Linked DNA regions of Mus musculus: region 1 is linked to region 2. A link is a contact called in public HiChIP or PLAC-seq data. All regions are on one chromosome and are shown on one strand. Each heading gives the region's core, a stretch centred on a gene start, on an enhancer-like site or on the middle of the called end of the contact. The rest is flanking DNA. Distances are from core to core; before and after follow the strand shown.

Region 1 (6,700 bases), core at 552-3,051, 370 kb before region 2:
GCCAACCTACGATTGAATGGAAACCACTGGGCTAACAGTTTGATACACTCCTCAGCAGCTGTCAATCATTCTCCCCCCCCTATGCAATAGCTGCTGTGTCTGACAGACCATTTCATCACCTTAGCATTCTAGAATCTGACATCACTGCAGTTACATCCACAGGGCACTGGCTTCAACCTTAAATTAAATTCAACCAGCAAAGCAATCATAAATGCTAGAAAATTAAAATCTGGTGAGACTTTAATAACTTTGCTGTCCTTTAAAGAAAAAAAAAAAAGTCATGCTTATTTTAGGCTGGTGTGTAAACTAAGAAAGCAATTACTTTAGAGGAGCCTCTACTGACAAAATGTCCAAGACTTCCAAAATGCCTGAGCAGGAGAAAAAAACAATAGTTTTTGTGTTCAGAAGTAGCTGCTTCATCTTTCACTTGTGTCTTATTATTTATCACCCTTTTGTTGTCAGAATCATCCCAAACACAGGAATTATTTTAAAATGCGCAACTTAAAGAAAGCCACGAGAACACATGCCTACTTTCATTTGTGTTCTATCTCACAGAGCTGGTCAAATTCCTCAGCAGTAGGATCAGGTGCCTCCACCCACCCAGACAGCAGGGCATTTGTAGGTGCTAGAAAATGACATGGAATGAGAAAGTGTCCCCAGCTGTTCCTGGGAACAGGGGAAGGAAGGAAAGAAGGGAGGGAGGGGTAACTTTGGTGCCCAGGAGCACCAGTTCACGGAGCCCCATACCTGGCCAGCACGTGAGGAAGGCTTTGGTCCACCTTATATAGCCAATACTATGTGGTGATTTGCTTGTAAGGGAGGGCACCTTGCCCAAATGAAAGCATGCAATATAAACATACTCCCGCCACCCTGACGATGCTCCTGGGTCGGGTTATGGAATGTAAATGTTAGTTTCTGGGCACAGACAACAGCTCCAACCTGTCTGTGTATCAAACACAGAACTAGAGGCAGGCAGATGGCTCCAAGATCATCACAGGTACATGAAACAACCTCTAAGAATTCAGTTATACTTGGCCAGGGGCAATGGGGAACAGAAAACAAGAACAAGGTAAGAAATAGCATATCACCTCCAGATCTGAAATCTTGTAATGTCATCAAGGGTTAAACGAACGTCTTATGGTTTAAATGTAAAACGATCTCACGGGATCTCGTTTGAACACTTGGGTCACCGGGCCAGAGGTGCTGTTTTGTGAGGCTGTGGAACCTGTGAGTGGTGGTGGGACCTAGTGGGAAGTAGATGAATCGCTAGGCTGAGACAAGGCTAGCTCCACTTCTAGCCCAAGCTTTCTGCTTCCTGGTTTATGCCTGGAACAAGCTGCTGCCCCCTGCTCCTGCCATAGACCAAGCTGCTCCTGCTGCCATGCCTTCGTGGCCTGGAAAAACTATATCCTCTCAAACCATGAGCCACAATAGAGTCTTACTCCTTTAAACGGTCTCTGTCAGGTTTACCTTACTGTTGGGGTCTTAATCTGGGTCTTAATCACACTGCCCTGGTTGAACTGAAACTTGCTATATGGAGCTGGCTGGCTTCAAACTGACAGCAATTCTCCTGCCTCTGCATCTCCAATGCAGGGATTTCAGGAATGTGCTACTACCATACCTGGCCCTTTTGAGTACTTTGTCACAGCAGGAGCTTGGTGAGAAGCCATTTTTGTTTTGTCACTTGTGTGTTTGGAGGTCAGAGGTCAGAGGTCAGGCTTTGTTTCTTCCCCCTCTGGGTTCCAAGGATTGGATCCAGGTCCTCAGACTTGCACAGCAAGACCTTCTCCCCACTGAGCCATCTGTATTCACAGGCACACAAACCTTCACTGTCCCCAACTCCCTCCTTTGGCCTCTCTTTGTAAAGGATACTGGAATCATGCCTGCCTGAAGTTTTCTAAATGCTTCAACTAGAGTTCTCAAAATGCACATTTCAATTCCTTGAGGCAGGAGGTTGGGGGAGAGGGGAATGAAGATTCAGAATAAATGCATCAGAATTACAACCAGCTGAGTTCATTAGTTTTTAAAACTCAAAGAAAAAGATAAAATAATTAAGTTCCGTCCATATGGGAAGCAGTATATTTTTAAAAACAGGTAACTATGCAAAAAAAAAAAAAATAGTGTTGGAACATATGGAAAGCAGCCAAGAGATTCTACCTAGTTCCAAAATCCAAAGGCAGGGAAACGAAAATCATAAAACGCATTAGGAGAACACAAGCATCCTGGGCTTGCGGAGAGCAAAGGCTATCCGAAGAAACCTCCACACCTAAGCACTTCCAAATGTCTGCATGGCAGGTCTGCTGCTATTACCCAGTGTTTTCTATGTATGTCCTATATATGTTACTACATGTTCTCTATATGCTAGCTCTATCTATGCCCCTCCATCCTCACAGAGCATAAACCAGCATGATTAGCAGACTTCTAAGACAGTAGCCAACATATGATCCTCCTCACCCTGGATGCCCGCAAGACTTGAGACAGGACCTTACTCCATGACTAGGCTATCTTCTATGGCAAAGGGCAAGGAATTCTCCAAATACAATTAAGGCTCCTAATCAGTTGACATAAATCAAAACAACATATATGTCGGCCCTGGCAAGCTCAAAACAAGGATCTAGAGGTAAGAGAGCCAACGGACTGGGGTCTGTAGGTCTTGAAGAAGCAAGCTGTGAAGGGGCCATGTGGCAGGGAATGGTAGACAGCCTCTGAGGGCTTCAGTTGCAAGAAACATAACTTTGTGAGCAACCAGAGAGCTTACAAAAGGACCCCTGGGTCTCCCTTGAGACTTCTGTCCTGCCTGACACTTTGATTTCAGGCTGATGAAACTCTCAGGGGATGTGGTTGTAGTGCACCCAGACTTCGAGCCAGGCAAACCATGGAACAATGAGCAGACTTTGTTTCAAAGATGCTCCTGTGCAATTGTTACATGGTAAGAGAAATGGATACAGTCAGGAATAACAACACTGGGGAACCGCATGCCCATGGCAACTTCTCTAATAGATAGAAGGCTCCTGCAAATCTGCTCCGAAGTTGAGTGTGTATGTGGCCAGAATAGATAAACAGGGGGCTCACACATAGACAAATGCTTGCTCTGAGCCTCTGACAACACAATCAACCTGTTGTGTTTCTAGTTCTGTAGCCTATGACAACACAATCAACCTGTTGTGTTTCTAGTTCTGTGAGACTTAACCATCTGGAGGAAGTGGCTTAGAGGATACAGGGGAATGTCACTACTGTCCCCAGCAGTTTCTTGTAAAATCAAACACTGTACAAAATTTAAAACTTTCATATACAACCTGCCTCATTTGCAACAGGAAAATAGTTGAAACGAGCCACCAGTTTCACCTAGCATATCAATAGGAACCAAAATCCCAAGAAAGCTTGGGTGTTTGAGGATGTGAGCCTCGGCTCAGTAGTGTATTATTCCTGGTGGGTCTATAAATGGTTGCTTGTTGGTTTGTTTTCTGTACACAGAGTGGGGAGGGGGAGAGGGGAGGGGAGAGGGGAGAGGGGAAGGGATAGACAGACAGAGAGTGCAATCGGGAAAGCTGTTTTGAGTAGAACCTTGGCTGTCAGCTTGGACCCACGATTTGACTGTGAGCCATTTGTCTCACCAGCTCCCAGACACCCCTTCCTCAGGAACCCTCTCCAAGCCGAGGCTGGTCCTTGGCACAGTCTCATCTTGCCAGTCCCCAGAGCATCATTTGTACTGACCCATTCAACATTTACAAAGTCTCGACCATGTACCAAGGCTCCAAGCCCAGGTGAAGAGACCGCACCACATCCCTAGAGAGTATATAATGGGTGCCTACAATCATGGAGGAACTGGTAGTCCTCTGTGAAAGGGATCAGGTCAAGTGCTGGACTGACTGAAGGACTGACATTATTTGAGAGACTCTGGGTTATCAGGTTAAGCAGCTGGGATTCTGTGCTAATGCACTGATAGGACTATGAACATACATTATCACAGTTTGAATATCCAATGATCCCCCATTGTTAAACAAATGCTTGACATCCTAGCTAGTGGGACGATTTGGGGACATTCTGGAACCTTGAGGACAGTGGTTCTCAACCTTCCTATTGCTGTGACCCTTTCATGCAGTTCCTCATGCTGTGGTGACCCCCAACCATAAAATTATTTTCGTTGCTACTTCACAACTATAATTTTGCTACTGTTATGAATCCTAATGTAAATATCTGTGTTTTCCAATGGTCTTAGGCAACCTTTGGGTAAGGGTCTGTGGTGGTTTGAATAGGTATGGCCCTATAGAGTCATGTGTTTAAATGCTTGGTCCATGGGGAGTGGCACTATTAGGAGGTGTGGCCTTGTTGGAGGAAGTGTGTCACTGTGGGGATGGGCTTGGGGTCTCCTATGCTCAAGCTCTGCCCACTGTGGAATCTAGTCTCCTCTTTGGTTCCTGCAGATCAAGGTATAGAGCTCTCAGTTCCTTCTCCAGCACCATATCTGCCTGCATGCTGCCATGCTTTCTGCTAGGAACCTCTGAAACTATAAGCCAGGTCCAATTTGTTGTGGGTGGCCCAGATGCTGCTTATATTCTGATGTCCTGTTTCCTCAGGAGGGGCTGCCCCCAACAAGCAGGTGATCTCAAGTGAATCTTTTACCCATTTTAACTGGTCAACAAAGGCTAGAGCCTGTGATTGGGCAGTAGTGGGGAAAGGTGTGATGGGAGGTGTTAGGGAGTGGGAGAGAGGGGAACGAGAAGAGAGGAGTAAGGATGGAAGAGGAGGAGGAAGTCATGATGGACAACCACATGGCCAGAAGAAACTGCAAGTAGCAAAGGGTCTTATAGCTGGGGAATAAGTTAGCATAGTGCTAGATGTGCCCAATCTAGGCACATAGCTTATAATCATAATTGTGTGGATTGTGATATATATATATACTTATTGGGGTTGAAAATTCCAGTAACAATTGGTGTTTAATGTGGGGCGCCATCTGTAGTGGTATTTAATTAATCCATTCTAATCTCCCAGCAGCTACTGCCCCAATGTTGTGACTTCTCAATGAAAGACACACACTCAGCCTTATATGTAATATGCCCTATGAACTGCCATGATGGGGAAGCAGAAAGATCAGGCCTGCGAAGTGCAGGACAGAGAGACTGCCAACCATGGCCCAGGAGGGCTGTAGGCTGGGACGGTCAGGATGGAATACAGGTTTTAGTAAGTAATAATTCAGGAATATCAGAGGGGAGAGTGTGCTAGCCTCATGGAGGTTTGGGAGTGGCCCTGCCATTGAGTTGCTTAGGGCATATTAAATATATGGCATGTTCTGTGTATGTGTGTGTGTGTGTGTGTGTGTGTGTCTTTCATTCGAAAATGCACAACATCAGGGCAGTAGCTAGGAACTCACACTGCTGCCGCAGGGAGATTGAGCAAATTAATCAAAAACTGCTACACCAATTAAATGTCATCTTTTATACAAGTTGTCTTGGTCATGGTGTTACTTCACAGCAATAAAACCCTAACTAAGGCAGGGTTGCTCAGTACCCCCAAAGGAGTCTAGACTCACAGGTGGAGAACCACTGGTTTAGGAGAAATAGTCTAGCTAGAGGAATTAAGTCGCTGGGCACATTGTTCTTGGAGGCTGTCACTGTTCCCCAGTCCCTTCTCCTCTTTGTGTTTTTTGTTTGTTTGTTTGTTTTTTTGTTTGTTTTTTTTTTTTGCCCACCATTAAGTGAGTACTCTTTGCCACCCATTCCCACTACCATGAAGTTCTACCTCAACATAAGCCCAGAATCAACAGAACCAAAGACTACAGACTCAAAGTTAAACTAAGCAAAAAGCAGTCTTCTCTTCAGTTCCATTGCCAATGTCATGTGCTTTATCACGGTGACAAAGCACCTAACACGCATACTTACTATAAAGATAAAGCTGAGGAGTTCATAATCTCAGGTTATCTCTGCTTCCATTAGAAGCATCTTACGGTGTTTCTGCCTGAGCCTCTACAGTAGGGCACGCCCCTTCCCTATGCCTGCAGATGAGTGCCTGAGAACACTAGGACACACAGTCTTCCTGAAGCATGGGGTCTCATCAGGGAGAGTCAACAGAGGCTCACTTGCCTTCTTCTCATCTAGAACGCACGTGAGCACCTCACCCCAGCAACTGGTCATGCTACAGTGAGCCACAGCCCTCAGTCGTGCTTGTTCTACGTGCAGACCCTGAAATGCATGAGACTGCTACATTTCTTCTGTCTCCGCAGAGTCCCTTGTTGCTTTTTCCACTGGGCTCGTAAGCCCTTTGCCTGATGCCAGAACAATCATCAGCTCTTACTGAATGGGCCGCACACTGTCAGATAAATGGAGATCCATGCCAGCCAGTGATTCATCCTCAAACAGAGGGCACCTGTTCCAATTAGTGAGATTAAAATAGTACATCGATGACGATCTGAAGTCAAGTTTGGCCTTTCATGATGATCACAATAGATTTACAAGGCAGGCAGAGGGACTTCTGACCCCCTGACCCCTCGTACAAATGCAAACATTTAGGTTAACCATTTTAGGTGCTACAGCATAGCTTTCAGTTAGGGCATGACTTTTGGACAACGGTCACACATCAGAGACTGCTTCTCAGCTAGGGCATGATTTTGGACAACTCCATTCCAGACATCACTCAACTGCCTCGCATTCCAAGTCAACATACACAGAGTAATTGTGTTCAATCTGACTTTAAAACAACCCCA
Region 2 (6,925 bases), core at 3,894-6,393:
CACGAGCACACACAATATTAACAAATTAATGGAGGTTTTGTAATGAGATTTCAAAAAAATTTAACAAAACCAAACTGGGCCCTCAAACTCTGTCCCATTGAAACCTGTGCATATATATGATCAGAGGCTAAGTGTGTAGCTCTGACAGGAAGTAAGCGACAGTCAAACTTCAATGGCTTATCACTGAGCACTTATAACCAACTCTGAGAACAGCCCACCCAGTCTGTCTCCAGCAGACCCTATCTGATTGCAGAAACTAGTCAGGGTTGGGCCTGGTCCATTGTAAATCTGTCGTGGGGAACTGCTAATAAAGACTTACCAAAGAGTCTTCTACTTCTGCAACTCACCGTCCTCTGAACTCTTGAAGCAGGGTTTTGGGAAGTGTGTTAACAATATATTAACACCATACTGTATTATTAAAGACCACAATTCATTTTTCAATGATTCCTTTGGCAAATTTAATTTTTACATTTAAAAGTTTTCTATGTGTTTACCTCTAGACAGTGAAACCAAAACAAATATTTTATACCATTAGAAATCAAATTAACTGACACTGAAATAAAAATAAAACAAAACAAATAAAAACCAGAGAAAGGTAAAGTCTTATAGGCCATAAATATGAAGCATAAAAACAACATGTTCTTCCGTTTATTTTTTAATTTTGGAGGAACCACAGTTCAGGATCAGTTACTTTAACAGATTAACATACACAGGATTATTTGTAATCATACCTGATGCTTTGTCTCCACACACGACACAAAGATCAAAAACCTTATTTGGTCCCTGGTCAGGAGACTTTTCTGTTAAGAGCTTTTAAAAGAAGAAAAATGTTATTAATTACAACAGCTTCATGTTGTCCAAAAATATGCAGTTGGAGTTACTTCTTACTGTGACGTGAATTATTCTTAAAACTAAGAACCCTACTAATATGGATATACCAGTTATGCTAGTTTTCTTTCACACATAGGCAAAAACTTCAGTGTTATATGAGGTGAAAACTATGAGTTTCTTTTCACTTCTTCCACAGCAATCACAATTCCACTAAGAAACAATGAGTGGCCTGGGTGACACACACCTTTAATCCTAGTACTGTGGGGTGGGGTGGGGAAGCCAGGTGGATCTTTGTGAATTCAAGGCCAGCCTGGTCTACTTAGTCCAGCCAGGGCTACATAGTGAGACTCCCTCAAAACCAACATACCAAACCCCAACTGGTGGTGACCCCATGGTTAGGGGCACTTGCTGCTCTTGAAGAGCGGGTTCAGTTCCCAGCACCCACAACAGGAATTCACAACTGATGGGTAAGACTAGTTCAGGCATTGATGCCTTCTTCTGACCTGCACAGGTGCCTGCACACATGTTACGCATACACATGTCCTCAGGTATATACATACATATGAAATAAATAAATCTTTTTTAAAAAGCTCTCAACACACAAATACATGAGTGTTTTGGAATGTAAGCCACTCATATACACTGATGCTATTCATATAAAACATGTGTAATTATTCTAAAAGTTCTAAGACCTTTCATGACATTTGTCTTTGACAGTTCAGAACCCTTCCAAACTATCATTGAATGGCACTGCAAAAAAATATAATAAAGCTGGATGCAGTGATTCGCAGGTGTCATGCCAGCACGTGGGAGGCTAGGGGGCAAGGGTCTGTGAGTTCAAAACAGCCTGGGTTACAGGAAGACTGTGTGCCAGAAGGATAGCCCGGCTGCCTCCAAACCCCAAAGTGACAGCATAGTTGTGGATTTAAAAAAAAAAAAAATTGTTGTGGATTTTCAAAGAAAAGATAGTTATGGATTCTTTTTCAAAAAAGAAAAGGAGTTATACATAAACTCTTATCAATGGGAGTAATTATAATTATGCAATTATGACTGCTACATAAAAACACCATATAACTGGCCATTAGTGAGAATGGTAAGGTGCTCTTGGGTGAACTACTAAGCCTATTAAATTACATCAAGAGCTCGCCACTAGGCATAGTTATTAGGATGATGGCAAAGAGCTCGAGTTTCTTCTTCCAGATTGACTTTTCTATCCGTCTTTGTCTGCCCGTACAAGAGAAGAGACATCTTTTCCTCACTTACCTGGAGGTGCGGTGCGGACAGATCAGGACTGGTAAAAAACAACTGGTTGACACCTGCGGCGTCTGGAGTTGTGAGGAAGACTTTCCCTGGCGTGGATCCCTCGTGGTTTGCCAGAATGAACTGCTTGCCCTGTGTGCTGTGGTCAAGTGCTGTCACGATCTGGATTTTCTGTCCAGTCTGCTGCTCTGTAACAATCTAACACAATCATGGCACATTAATGATTGGTTCAACTCAATCAGGTTTGTTTGCTGGCCTTGAACCCATGACCTGCTGTCTCAGCCTCCTGAGTACTGGAGAACAGGGACGGACTACCATGTCTGACTTTTGTGTTCTTCAATGAATCAGTTTTAACCTCAAAACAAAGCTAGAGAAGCCAGTTATATACCTTTTAAATGGCAACACTACTTCTAATGAAATTCTGCTAGAAGCGAGCACGTGTGAAATTTACAAAGGTGCAATGGTGAGGTTAGTTTACGTCACTATTTTGATTTCTTCCTTCTTTCACTACTTCTCACTTAGACTGTTGGTTCTCAACCTGTGGGTCCTGAGCGCTTTGTGGAATGCAAGAGACCCGATCACAGAGACTTACGTCACAATTCACAAAAACAAAATTACAGTTACAAAGTAGCAGTGAAGATAATTTTAGGGGGAACGGCAGGTAGGCAGGCAGGCTGCTGCTCCTCCTCCCCTCTGCTGCTCCTCCTCCTCCCTCTGCTGCTCCTCCTCCCCTTTGCTGCTCCTCCTCCCCTTTGCTGCTCCTCCTCCCCTCTGCTGCTCCTCCTCCTCCCTCTGCTGCTCCTCCTCCCCTCTGCTGCTCCTCCTCCTCCCTCTGCTGCTCCTCCTCCCCTTTGCTGCTCCTCCTCCTCCCTCTGCTGCTCCTCCTCCCCTTTGCTGCTCCTCCTCCTCCTCCCTCTGCTGCTCCTCCTTCCCTCTGCTGCTCCTCCTCCCCTCTGCTGCTCCTGCTTCCTCTGCTGCTCCTCCTTCCCTCTGCTGCTCTTCCTCCCCTCTGCGGCTCCTGGTTGCTATTGTTTGACAAGAAGAAGAAGTTGGAGTTACCCTGAAGACAAAGGTTGGACTGGCCCATAAGAAACATGACAGCCCATAGCGCCTATAGAGGTCTATGCCCCCTTTCCCTCTAACCTCTCTCTCTCTTACCTAGTGTTGTGGGGCTGGAAGGGATTAGGGCGGAATGAGGGTTGGAAGAGAGGTAGAGATAAGAACCCATAAGTAGCGTACAGAAGTACACCACTGGGATGAGCTGGTGGTTGGGAGGTTAGTCAAGGGTGGTCACGGAACACTGGACTGAGTAGTAAGGATAAGAGTGGCCTCTGCTGACAGGACAGTCTATGCCAGAGTGAATTCATGAAGGAGAGAACCCCCTCAACATTGACAACTTTTATTACAAATCAAGTATTTCCTAAAATAAGCCTTAGTAAGCTGATTTAATATTTGACCCAACTTCAAATTTGTTTCAATATTTTTTCTACTTTTCTGAAACTATTTTGTGTGCAAACTTTCAAAGTTCTGAATGGCTAATGAAGCTTTTTTTGGTATTGATTAGAGCTGCTATCATTTGAACTTTCTTTGTTGAACATTAAAATGGATTAGGTAACTACTTCTCTTTCTTGCTACTGTTGGATTAGGTAAATACTTCGTTATACCACGTCTGGGTAGCTTTGCTTTGTTTTTCATGTACTCGATTATATTTTTTCATAGCTATCTCTACCATTCCCAGGCTCTAACTTCAATAATTTCCAGCTTCCTACAGGACTTGGCTTTGAACACCAGTTCATTTGTAACAAATGTTAACATGGGTCTTACTTCCTTAGGGTTTCGATTGTTGTGATAAAACATCACTATCAAAGCAACTTAGAGAGGAAAGGGTTTACTTCACAGTCCATCATGGAAGGAAGAGAGAGCAGGAACCTGAGGGCAGGCACTGAAGCAGAGACCCATGCTTACTGGCTTGTTCCTCATGGCTTGCTCAGCCTGCCTGCCATCTTCCAGCACCCAGGACCACAGCCTAGGGTGGAACCTTCTGCCCACGGTGGGCTGGACCCTCCCATATTAATCATCAATCAAGAAACCACAGGCTGCCAGGCGCCACCACCACACGCCTTTAGTCCCAGCACTTGGGAGGCAGAGGCAGGCGGATTTCTGAGTTCCAGGCCAGCCTGGTTTACAGAGTGAGTTCCAGGACAGCCAGGCAAACACAGAGAAACTCTGTCTCAAAAAAAACAACAAACAAACAAACAAACAAACACCAAAAGAAAAGAAAAGAAACCACAGGCTTACCCATAGGCCAAGGCAAATTTTCTCAAATAAGGTTCCCTCTTCCAAAATGACTCTATCTTCAGTCAAGTAGACAAAAACTAGCCAGCATACCACATTTAACATTGTTGTCTATTCTAGTTCAGATTGTTTCTTTCAACAAAACCCATTGTAATTAAAAGTCCAATATTCAGTCAGTTTTTAGAAAAGAGAATTAGGTATATGCATGATCTAACTGCCACTGGGTTAAAACATTAGACCCATAAAAGGGTATTTATTTAATACAGTATAACAGAATAATTGAAAAAGAAAGACAATAAACTTGGTCTTTGATGGAGAAGAACTGTAATTAGGTAAACAATTCTCACACTCAAAATGTCAGGAGGCAGCTACCATGTCAAATTTGACATTGCAGGGTAAAAGTGCCAAGGAAAAAGAACACTCTGACCCTGACTTGACCCCAAGCCAGAGATCAGGGCCAAGGGGTTGGGGGGTGGGGTGGATAACACCAGCCCCAAAGAATGAAATCCCACCAATCCCTGAGCTTTCCCCAAGATCAGACCGCCCAGGAGAGCTCTGCTCCCCAGAAACCCTATATAAACCTGCCTCCTGCTCAGCTCCCTGTCGCTGATGGTTTCCCCTCCCAGTACATCTCCTGTGTGAGGTTTGCTGTGTGGTGTGACTTTGTGGTAAATCCTTGGCTCCCGGCTGCCAGGGTCCTTTTTCCTTCAGAGCTGTAACACCTGCACTGGGGAAACCGTTCCCCCTCACCGACATACACATCTCGATCAATGACAATGGGAAGGACACCTCCCTATCTGTCGCAGAGGCGGTTCAGTTCAAAGGGAGGGACAAGCCAAGAAATGTAATTCTCAAGTTGAACTTTACCAAGTTTCTCCTGGGCTAGAATGACTACAGGGCGAAGCTGTACGATGCTTTGGAAGAGTCCCTGGTGACAGGGGACACATCTTGCTTTATCTAGTCCCACAAATGTGTGCTCTGGCACAGTGTCCCCAACCCCTGCCCAGGCCCAGGCCTGGGAGCCTTTCATTTGCATTCATGACTGCCTATCTGTAAACCAGTGGGCTGCTGGGACTGATCACAGGATATCCTGTACAACTGCTCAAAGAAGTTCCCGAGGCCTGGGGCCATATTCTAGCTCTACCCTGACGGTTCTGGGGAAATGAAACAAAGAAACTAGGCTTGGGAGAGGTATAATGAAATTTCCAAGATAATTAAAAACCCTTTATTCATTTAAAAACTATGCATATTCTGATGGGAAATAACTTATGAAAACTAAGTTTATTTCTTCACTAAATATGTAGTAGTAAGAGTCGTGGTAATTTATATTTCTGTGAACTCTTTCAATGCCTGGCTTAATGAAGTTGTAAGTTCATATCTGTCTCTTCATTTAACCTACTAGGATATGCAGGTTTTGGTTCAGAATTAAAAAAAAAAAAAACCAAACAACCCAGTCTCACATAGATAGTATGGAAAAGAAGGGAATAATTTAATAGCATTTCAAGCTGTGGAAATTGTCCATTGGTACCACACCAAAACATGATGTGTAGCTTTGTGAAAGTTAGCTGCAGCATGGAATCAGGAGTTCTGTTATATACAAATGGAGAACAGAGCGGGGCAGGCAGAGCTCTGAAGAGACAGATACTTTGTCTTATGAGAGCCTCTTGCTCCTGCCTCCTGAGTTCTGAGATTATAGCCGTGTGCCAGTAGCCTGGCAAATCAATAATTGTTGTCTATAGGTACTAATATCCTGAGGAAGCTTTAATTGATTTTTATTTCACTATCAGCATTACTATTAACATAAGATTCACTTATACGAGGTAGCTAAAACTATCTTAGCTATTAATATTGTGTGTGTGTATGAGAGACTACATGTATATGCAAGTCCCAGGACAACTCTCTGGAGTTGTTTCTTTCCTTTCACCTTTCTGTGGGTTCCAGGGTTTAAACTCATGTCGTCAGGTTTGCTTAGTGAGTGAAGTGCCTCTACTTGCTGAGCTAGCTCAAAGGTCTGATCCCAGTCATTACTAAGGACAACTCTTGCCATAAGGAGCCATCCGTGGTTATTATCAGACTGTGTGCTAACCACCCTGGATCATACATACCACTGATCTGCATTGTGCCTGATATTTATTTTTATATTTTTAAGTTTTTTACATTTATGTGTGTGTGCATGCATACACTCCATACCATACGTGTGGAGAGGGAGGACACCTTTGAGAGTTCTTCATCCATCCTTCTTTCCTTTCTTTCTCTTTCCTTCTTTCCCTCCCCCACCTTTCTTTCTTTGTTTTTCTGGGGACCAAACTCAGACTTAGTGGCAAGCACCTCTATACAGATGAGCCACCTCCCACGTTCCTGAGACGGGCTTTTATTCAGCACTATTTTATAGCAGCCTACCCCTCTTTCCTACAGTGAATGGAGGCCAGAGAAGGTCACTAAGACAAGATAGTGTTGTACTATATAGTTCTGAGGCCTGACGTGCCCAGTGTCTTGAAAAACCAAAACCAAAAACATGATAGACTTGGTCAAAATAGTT

The links. HiChIP or PLAC-seq counts read pairs in DNA pulled down with a chosen protein or histone mark.
Region 1: a contact with region 2 is called in an H3K27ac HiChIP or PLAC-seq map of embryonic stem cells, with 2.4 times the contacts expected there. The contact joins two enhancer-like sites. A contact is called at or near these places in 1 of 115 datasets of contacts at active chromatin or transcription factors (embryonic stem cells) and 1 of 9 other capture datasets (pancreatic islet).

The regions. Positions count from the first base shown.
Region 1 is chr10:94,526,677-94,533,376 of GRCm38.p6, reverse strand. All of the region lies in intron 1 of Tmcc3 (transmembrane and coiled coil domains 3), which reads right to left. Among named protein-coding and RNA genes, the nearest start is that of Gm40743, 15 kb to the right of the region's middle. Within about 2 kb of position 1,801, at least 34 of the 459 cell types and tissues checked have an H3K27ac peak or open chromatin away from gene starts, as enhancers often do. A contact at or near this core is called in embryonic stem cells, where this site is marked.
Region 2 is chr10:94,157,614-94,164,538 of GRCm38.p6, reverse strand. It overlaps Nr2c1 (nuclear receptor subfamily 2, group C, member 1), which reads right to left. Exons shown (of 14, transcript NM_011629.3): 3 at 2,095-2,289; 4 at 732-810. Among named protein-coding and RNA genes, the nearest start is that of Nr2c1, 13 kb to the right of the region's middle. Within about 2 kb of position 5,143, at least 7 of the 459 cell types and tissues checked have an H3K27ac peak or open chromatin away from gene starts, as enhancers often do. A contact at or near this core is called in embryonic stem cells, where this site is marked.